Linked DNA regions of Mus musculus: regions 1 and 2 are each linked to region 3. The links are chromatin contacts, called in public HiChIP or PLAC-seq maps. All regions are on one chromosome and are shown on one strand. The core of a region is the stretch at or near the end of the contact, and the rest is flanking DNA. Distances in the headings are between cores, read along the strand shown.

Evidence for each region. HiChIP or PLAC-seq counts read pairs in DNA pulled down with a chosen protein or histone mark.
Region 1: an HNF4G HiChIP or PLAC-seq map of pancreatic cancer cells shows a contact between it and region 3. The contact joins two enhancer-like sites. A contact is called at or near these places in 1 of 484 Hi-C or Micro-C datasets (bone marrow-derived macrophages) and 2 of 115 datasets of contacts at active chromatin or transcription factors (large pre-B cells and pancreatic cancer cells).
Region 2: a contact with region 3 is called in a FOXA1 HiChIP or PLAC-seq map of pancreatic cancer cells. The contact joins two enhancer-like sites. A contact is called at or near these places in 7 of 484 Hi-C or Micro-C datasets (B cells, the N1E-115 cell line, Th2 cells and 4 more) and 5 of 115 datasets of contacts at active chromatin or transcription factors (the 230-238 cell line, CD8 T cells, T-cell acute lymphoblastic leukemia and 2 more).

Annotation. Positions count from the first base shown.
Region 1 is chr3:126,868,018-126,871,268 of GRCm38.p6, forward strand. No RefSeq gene overlaps it. Among named protein-coding and RNA genes, the nearest start is that of Gm25501, 140 kb to the right of the region's middle. Within about 2 kb of position 1,709, at least 41 of the 459 cell types and tissues checked have an H3K27ac peak or open chromatin away from gene starts, as enhancers often do. A contact at or near this core is called in pancreatic cancer cells, where this site is marked.
Region 2 is chr3:126,830,076-126,833,127 of GRCm38.p6, forward strand. The region is part of intron 16 of Camk2d (calcium/calmodulin-dependent protein kinase II, delta); the gene reads left to right. Among named protein-coding and RNA genes, the nearest start is that of Gm15551, 160 kb to the left of the region's middle. Within about 2 kb of position 1,621, at least 145 of the 459 cell types and tissues checked have an H3K27ac peak or open chromatin away from gene starts, as enhancers often do. A contact at or near this core is called in pancreatic cancer cells, where this site is marked.
Region 3 is chr3:126,569,531-126,572,532 of GRCm38.p6, forward strand. No RefSeq gene overlaps it. Among named protein-coding and RNA genes, the nearest start is that of Camk2d, 26 kb to the right of the region's middle. Within about 2 kb of position 1,256, at least 29 of the 459 cell types and tissues checked have an H3K27ac peak or open chromatin away from gene starts, as enhancers often do. A contact at or near this core is called in pancreatic cancer cells, where this site is marked.

The DNA of each region.
Region 1 (3,251 bases), core at 459-2,958, 300 kb after region 3:
CAAGAAATTTTTTAGGACTTCTTAGAAGTTAGCATCATAATTCAGTATAGTTAAAGAGCTAGGACATCCAGAGACTATCAGTCATTAAAGCCACACCAAAGTGACTGGGAGGCTCCTGGCAGAAAATAGTAAGGATTCATCCTAAAAATCGGTGTTCAACCAAACTAGAAATCCTAAAACCAACAAATTTCTGGATATAAATTATCTACCAAAGTTAAATTGGGGAGAAATAAACAACTTAAACATAGCTCTAACCCCTGGTGAAATAGAAGCAGTCATGAAAAACCTGTTCAACAAAAAAGTCCAGGGCCAGGTGGATTCAGTGCAGAATACTATCAAACCTTCAAAGAAGAAATAAAGTTAAACACTCCTCAAATTATTCTTTAAAACAGAAACAGCAGGAATATTTCCCAAAAGATTATCCACAATGTTCAAATTGGTTTCAACCCAGAGATGCATGATCAAGTTGGTTTCAACCTAGAGATGCAGGACGAGTTCAATTTCTGTAAAGTAATAAATGTAATAATTGACTAACTGACAAAACAGTCTGAAAAACAAACTGAAAAACAAAAAAGTTATGATCATTTTATGAAATGCAGAAAAGGCTTTTGACAAAATCCAACATCCCTTTGTGATAAAAAGTCTTAGAGAGACTAGGGATACATGGGATATATCTCAATAAAGACAATTTACAGCAAGCCCACAAACAGCATCATCGTAAATGGAGAAAAATTCAAAGCATTTCCACTAAATTCAGGACAAGACAGAGATGTCCCTTCTCCCCATACCTATTCTATATACTCCTTGAAATAACTACAGCAATAAGACAACTTTGTAGCCAGGCCTCAGGGCTTGTGTCCATAATTTCATGTTCTCATGGTGAAGAGAACTGAATCCCAAATTGTCCTTTGACCTCTACAGGAACACTATAGCATTTGTGTCCAGTGGTGGTTTGAATGAGAATGACCCCCAAGGCTCATATATTTGAATGCCTGGTCTGTAGCTGGTGGAACTGTTCAGGAAGGATTCAGAGATATGGCCTTGCTGGAGGAATTGTGCTACTGGGTGTGGGTTTTGAGATTTCAAAAGTCCACTCTATGCCCATTCTCTGACTCCACGCCCCTGCCTACAACTTGTGAGTCAGATATGAACTCTCAGCTACTGCTTCAATACCATGCCTGTATGCCTGACATCATCCTTCCTAGCATGAAGATCAGGAACTTATCCTCTGAAACTGAAGCAAGTCTCAATTAAACGATTTCTTATATAAGTTGCCTTGGTCATAGTATCTCCTGACAACAATAGAACGGTTACTGAGAAATGTGTTCCCTCCTCACCAAAAAATAAATGGAAGAAAAATTACTAACTCATTAAAAATAACAATAACATAACTCTAATACACTATATTTGCCTTTAGTTTCCCTGGATTGGTAATGTCTCAGAAGCAGAAGGTTTTATTAATGTCATTTTTAAAAAAATGATAATATCTCATCATTACAAAGTTTCTAGAGCAAGTTAGATATGTGGGCTGTAACAGCAGCTTTGCAGACATGACTGACCTAATGCTATGACTCATAATTAAGAACTGTGTAATTAAGGTAAAAATGGTTCCTGAAACCACTTGGGATCAGCATGGCATTGTAGGCAGTAGTGTTTCTTCCCCAGAGGAAAACTGAAGTGCCACCCAGCTCTGACTACCTGTGCAAACATGCTTTTTGCAACCATGGCAACAAGACTGATGTCATTATTAAACAGGTTTCTGCTTCCAGTCCCATAAGAGTGAAATCAGCTCTTCCAGATACCAAATGAGTCATTGCTTTGGGCTCGTTAACATTCTATAGCCCTTCTGTCTGCTAACAAAAGCCATTTAAACTGATGCTTAAAACGATATAGTCAAGTAGCAAAGATCGCAGTAAGCAATGCCACATCCAAACTTAGCTTTGGGAATGGAGGCAATAAAGAGCAAAGCAGAGCAAACAAAAAGCTAGTGAAAGTAACATTAACTCTTCAAATATACATGCATTTTCCGAGTCAGAACCATCTAGGTTTGAGAAGATAACATCAGTTAATGCACATAACAGATTTTACTTAATCCTGAAGAACAGACAAGTTTCTGAGTCAGAAATCCTAATGCTTGCTTGTGGCCACTATCAAAAGGCCTTGAAGCCAGAGGAGAGGATGTGTCCTCTCACTGCTTAGACAGAGAGCTGTGTGGACAGGAAGGAGAAAGCCCAGTGCCTACTTATGTGTAGAAAAGGAGCAAAGTCAACATTTGGGGACTTTCTGCAGCAACCCTGTGGCTTTTGAAACTGTAGCCAGGTTTTACTAGGAGGCAAAACAAATTAAATGAGACAGTACGACTAACATTTGACTGTCAAAAATTCAGGATTGGGGGCTGGTGAGATGGCTTAGTGGGTAAGAGCACCCGACTGCTCTTCCGAAGGTCCAGAGTTCAAATCCCAGCAACCACATGGTGGCTCACAACCATCTGTGACAAGATCTGACGCCCTCTTCTGGAGTGTCTGAAGACAGCTACAGTGTACTTACATATAATAAATAAATAAATCTTTAAAAAAAAAATTCAGGATTGGACTTTCCTATAGTCACACACACACACACACACACAGAGACAGAGAGAGAGACAGAGACAGAGACAGAGACAGAGAGACAGAGACAGAGAGACACAGAGAGACAGACAGAGACAGAGAGACAGGGAGACAGAGAGACAGAGATGAGAGAGAGAACACAGAAACTATAACCTCCAAACTAGAATACTTCTCTCTTTCTCCCCACTGTGTACAAGCAACCTTCAGTATGAACACTTGAAGCACCGTTTTTTTTAAGGACCCTCCACAATTTCACAATCTTTAAGATAGTAAGTCTGCTAAGAGTCTTATGTGAAGAGTCTTGTTGACAACCCTAGTTAAAAAGAATCTATTTGGAATATGGTGCAGCAATAGCATTGTTGTGGAACAGAAGGCAAAAGTACTGCTTTGTCAGGAGACATTCTGAAGAGCTGTGGCTATGGATATGGCTCTGGTAGTAAAGTGCTTGCTATTTAAACATGAGGACCTATGTTTGGACTCCCAGCGTATATGTAAAATCTGGGCACAGAGACCACATCTGTACCTGCAGTACCTGAGGAGAGAGGCAGAGACAGGTTGCTCCTGGAGGCTTTCTGAAAGCTCCAGGGACAGTGAGAGACTCCGTTTTTAAAAAATTAAGGATGAAAAGCAATAGAAGATAATGCA
Region 2 (3,052 bases), core at 371-2,870, 260 kb after region 3:
TCCCTCTTGGGATTTCCCTCCCTAGCAGCTCTGTGCACTTTGTATTCTCTCTTGAGACCTTACAATCTGTCCAGGACATCACCTGATTAGAGGGTGTTCATCTACGAGTTTCTGTGCACAGTAAGAAGTGCAGATGTCATCTCACCTGTCTCTTCTCATCGGCAGTCATGGACCTTGACAAGCTTAATGCAGGGAGTTGTATTTGAAGTGGATGAAATATTCAAGTGATGCTTTTAAAATGGGCTTTGAGGTAGAGTTGGGAAGGAAGGAGCTGCAGATCTCTGAGTGCCTGTGATGGTGACTGTGTTCCGACACTAGACCCTAACAGGCAAAGCTGAAAAGCAGAACAGAGTCTCTCGCACGGGACCGTCTTTCAACCTCTGGGGGATGGGGACAGAATCATTAGGGGAGCGTTTGGAGACACAGTGCATCATACAAGAGCAGCATTAGAGAAGAAAGGGCCTTCCTTTCAAAACTCCCAGTTAGAAGCTTAAAGTGGAAGAGCGGGCGAGACAACCTCTAGGTAATGCACAAATGAGCTTCTAAAGAGAGGTGTGGATACTTCAGCGACCCTAAGAAAACTGGGAAAACAAGAGAGCTTTTTATTTCTCTGAGCCTTCCTGGAGTCTGGTGGGAGGTAATTCCACCACACCTAATTTAATCTGGCCTAGTCTGATTGCTAAGGGGCACAGAGAAGGTGGGGACCGGTAAGGACCATAGACTTACCCTATAGTTCCAATGGGGGAGGGGACCCTCGCATTCAGCGCTGTTCTGTTTGTTTCTTTGTTTGTTTGTTTGTGTGTGTGTGTTTTGGTTTGGTTTTTGAGGGGCCAGATCAGGGGCCTGGCCTGATTTTTCACAGACCTCTGCTTCTGGTGTTTTAGGGTATCTTCAAGTTGTAGGCTCTTTATCAGACAATAATGAAATTTGCTCTGCTGTAATCCTTGCACAGAGAAAAGAACCCTGAAGTAACCTGATGCTTGCCAATCAATTGTTTTTCCAGCATTCACTTTATCCTCACCAGAAAAGAAAGTAGCTTTGAGATGGCCCAGGCTACTCCTTGTGTCAACTTTCTTTGGCCTAGGAGCTGAACATTTTCTGATCTTTCGATTGATTTAAAAAAAGAAAAAAAATGTCAAAGAATCTGTGAGTGTGGGGAGAGAAATAGGACCAATGTGTTTGCATGCGGGCATGCAAAGTGCATTGTGGATGTGGGTCATCTTTTCCATATGCCTTCCTCCCATCTCTTTTCCCAAGCTGGAAATCCTCAAACACAGCCATCACTATCTTAAAGAAAAAGGGAGCAGAAAGACCAGACCTCCTTCCTAGAGAACAAGTAGCCAAGGCTGTGGCCCAGTGACTGTCTCCACAGCTCTCTGTTGCTGAGGGAGAGTGAGGCGGCAGTCACCCCACCCTCACACCCTAGGTCAGTCAGATGCTGAGCTTGTGGCAACAGCTCCGACTCCTAACCTCAGAGCACTGTACATGAGTGATTCATTTCCACCCTCTGCTTTCCTTCCAAGAGTCAGCTGTCATGTGCCAGGCCCAGCCCTGACTCACTCACTCACACGCCTTTGCCTGGGGGAAATGAACACTTCAGAAATTCCTGAGTTCCAGGCCCTTCCTAAGCCAAGACTCACACTGCCTCCAGGGTGACACAGCACAGAAGCATCCTCCTTGAGGCCTCTCTGGGTGTTGCTTGGCCAGCTCGAACAGCATGGGAAGTAAAATAGAAGATGGTCTGTGTGGCTCTGAGCATGCATAAACAAACTTAAAAGGCCACTGTAGCAAAACATCAGAAAGCTGTGGGGGATGGGGGTGGGCAAGGAGGAGTTGGGCAATCGTGGTTTTGAGTGAAAGATGGCCACTCTCTACTGCTGCTCCTGACTCCATCATCTGAGTGGGACAGGATGTAGGTTTTCTGGACCTTGGGAACTGTTCCAGAAGTGTCCACACTCTGTAAACTGCCTACTGAAGTCGCAAAACCAACACTTGGCTTTCATCTCCTCCTCCTTCTCCTCCTTCTCCTCCTTCTCTTCCTTCTCCTCCTCCTCCTCTTCCTCTCTTCATCTTCCTCCTTCTTCCTCCTTATTTCTTATTAGTATTAAAAGATTGGTTTTGGTTTCAAATTATAGTTTTCCAGCCAGCCTATAACTTACTGAAAAGGTTGTTAATTTTAAATGACAGTCTCATGTGAAGAGGGAGCCTTGGAAGCCACATCTCCTACATTCTCACTTGGAAGCCACATTTCCTACATTCTCACTTGGAAGCCACATTTCCTACATTCTCACTTGGAAGCCACATTTCCTACATTCTCACTTGGAAGTCACATCCCCTACACTCTCACTTAGAAGCCACATCTCCCACACTCTCACTTGGAAGTCACATCCCCTACACTCTCACTTAGAAGCCACATCTCCCACACTCTCACTTGGAAGTCACATCGCCCATACTCTCACTTGGAAGTCACATCTCCCACACTCTCACTTGGAAGTCACATCTTTTACACTCTCACTTGGAAGTCACATCTCCCATACTCTCACTTGGAAGTCATATCTCCTATACTCTCACTTGGAAGTCATATCTCCTATAATCTCACTTGGAAGTCACATCTTTTACACTCTCACTTGGAAGCCACATCTCCTACACTCTCGCTCCTGAGCAGCTTCTCACAGTTGTCCTTCATGATCCAGAATCAGGTTGGCTATCATGGACCTTTACCAAAGCTTCACGCTGCCAAGAACAGGTAGATGAATCACCTGTTGCCTAACTAAATTGAATGTGCCATTGGCAGCATCCTTGCTACGGAATTATCATCTGCTACCACTCCATCAGTATGTCCCGAGGATGGCTACATTATTCATATGGATCAATTAAATGGGAAAAAAACAGATATTATAAGTGTGTAGAGGATCTAGGAAAGCCCGTGTTCTATGCTTTCATACAAGTGAGAATTTATGCAACTATTGTGGACTATAAGCATGATCCTTTTACATTATAAACATTTACATAGTTAGTAGCCATTATATAGACAGCTCTAATAATCCTTTTA
Region 3 (3,002 bases), core at 6-2,505:
ACCATCGAGCTATGGAATTCAAAACATTGTTTTATGGGCTTTAGTCATATCATTGAATCATTTTGCTTAACTGGACACTTCAATCGAGTTCATTAAATAAAACTGTATATTTATTTATTCTATATAAAGCCTAGAAACATTTCTAATTCCACGAACATGCTGCGGCTGCTGTTATTTCTACTTGTAGCCCAGCGACAACCATTGTACTGTCACATGACTGATGCTAGGCGCTGAGTACTTTCATCACTCTTTAGGATGCCTTTGTTTGTCAGGACTGAACACGATACTCCCGCCAATGTTCTGGGAGATAAACAAGTAGAATTCTTTGTTGTTTCTAGGACTTGAAGATTTGCACATGTTTTCTTCCTCCAGAAGGTCAAAGAGCTGACTACCAGACCCTGTATAGGGAAAGAGCTTGGTATGATCCCCTCTGCAGATGAGAAAAGATGGGTGAGATTGGTGATCCTCTAGGGTTTTGCTTCAGGTGAATTTAGCATGGCCTTTGCTCGTCCATGGCATCTTTCTCTAGGTAAGGAGATTGTTGCCAAGTTAAAAGCACATGAACTTAGTTTGTCTCATGGAAAAAAAAGTGTTATAACTTTAAGTACATAAAGGCAGAGTCGAGCTTCTAACTTGACTGCTTATTTCAAATTTTCTGTAAACGTCATGACACTTAAAGGCATTTGCATATTTATTTCTGATTGTGTAGAATTAGCATTTACAGTCATTTGCCTATTCATAAACAAGTTTATAATTAAACAGTATACTTTCCATATTTTGTCTACAACCCAAAATACAATTGGACCATATCTAAGCCCTTTTTTCTCTTTAATTAAAGAAAGACATCTTTGTTTTAATAGTTATTTTAAAAAATAATATGGGCGAGATGGCTCAGTGATTAACTTGTTGCTCTTCCTAAGGACCAGGGTTCATTTCCTAGTGCTAACATGGTGATTCACAATCAACTATAATCCTAATTCCGGGGATATGACAGCTTGTTTTGGCCTCTGCAGGAACTCTATGCACATGGTACACAGACATACAAGCAGTAAAACTACCCATACACATAAAATAAAAACAAATAAATAATGAATACAATAGAATTAATAAAATATGTTTTCTTCATATATTCTACAGTTTCAATGGCACTCATGTCTTTTGGAATGGAAACAAGAGCAAAATTTAAGATAGCAACTATGTGGCCAGTTTACATACATACCACAATGCTTACTCATCAGAAGTTGTCAACAACTAGCAATGACGCTCATATAGCTGATGTGGTATTGGTTCAGTTACTCACCAAAGATGAGTAATCAAAATCTTCTGTGGGAGATTTTCCAATTACCAGCATCACTGAAAAGGCTCTTGATAGAAAGGAGAGGTTGCTGGGTAACAGTCATTCTCTAGCTATTTACACTGAGACTGAGACTTCTACACTTCCTTTGTTCTGACATCTCAAGGTTGAGACCACCTCCTCCCTGCTACTCTAGCTCCAGCTGCAGGAGTGATCAACTACACTAGACCACTGCACAAGAGTGTTCTGTGATTTCCAAAGCAAAACTCACAGTGCTTCAATACCGGCTCACGGGTAGCATCATCAGAAACCTAGTTTCTCAAGGAACTCAGTTTCACATATGTTGACCCCCATTCTTCTCTCCACTTCTGTCTTAGGGTTTGCATTGCTGTGAAGAGACCCCATAAACCAGGGTAACTCTTACAAAGGAAAATATTTAATCAGGGATGGCTTACAGTTTCAAAACTTTAATCCATTATGGTCATGGTAGGGAGAGTGGCAGTGTCCAGGCAGACATGCTGCTGGAGAAAGAGCTGCAAGATCTACAATGCCCCCTCACTCTCTTGTGCCTTTTGTATTGTCAGTCTATCAGCTTCCAAATACAACCATGTGACCTAAGATGTCACTTTCCAAATCCCTTTGTCTCCACAGTGTCTGTGGTTTTATCCATATTGCTCTCCATGACCCACTCATGTCATACCAGGTCACACCCTGTACTATCTCTGAGTTTTGATTCCAAACATTTCATTCTGCCATCTCTACTTCTTTAAGCCTACTTGTTCCAATATGACATTTGGTTCACTGGCTCATTAAGCTTATCAACCCTATGTCTCTATGTGTCACCATACCTATGTTGCTCTATACTTCTACTATATAACTGTTTTTAGTACTGTTGATTTCTTCTCTGAATATTCATACATGTACAGTGTATTTTGAACATACTTACCCCAACTTTGCCCAGATGTTATAATTCCCTTTCACCTTTCTTAATTATTATTCCATGGCAAAAATAGAAGTTCTGGTAAAATCCAAACCACTCTTAACTGGTCCCCACATATGAGTGGTTAAACATTGCCAAAGACTATTTATACTTTGGGGATCATTTACATAATTATGCTTAATAGACTTACCCATGAATAATACCTTGTCAAAAACAATGGCTAAAATTATGCTTTCATCCATCATTCCTTTCCTTTGGAATATTTTTCTTCTACATTTGTTACCTCTAATTGCGTGTGTGGGTATACATATATAATGGGCATTTGTTTGCACTGGCACACTTGAGCTATGATATGCATATAAAAGTAAGAGTGTTGTTTCTCACCTACCACCTTGTTAGAGCCAGGGACTCTTAAGTCATTTTTTGCTGTCTCTGCCTCCAGGAATAGGTATTCAAACTCACCCATCTGGCTTATATACACAGGTTTTGGGAATTCAAAATCAGGTCTTTAAACTTACATGATGTGCTGGGTAGCCTTTATTGTCAACATGATGCAACCTAAAATCACCTGGGAAGAGTGAACTCCAACTGAGGAATTTTCTATATCAGGTTAGCCTGTGAGCATGTTTATGGGAAGTTGTCTTAACTGCTAATCAATTTATGAGTTCCCAGCCCATCATGGGTGGTACCATCCCTAGGCAGATAGCCTTGGACTCTGGGCTGTATAAGAAAGCCAGCTGAACATCATCCAGTGAGTGAGCCAACATA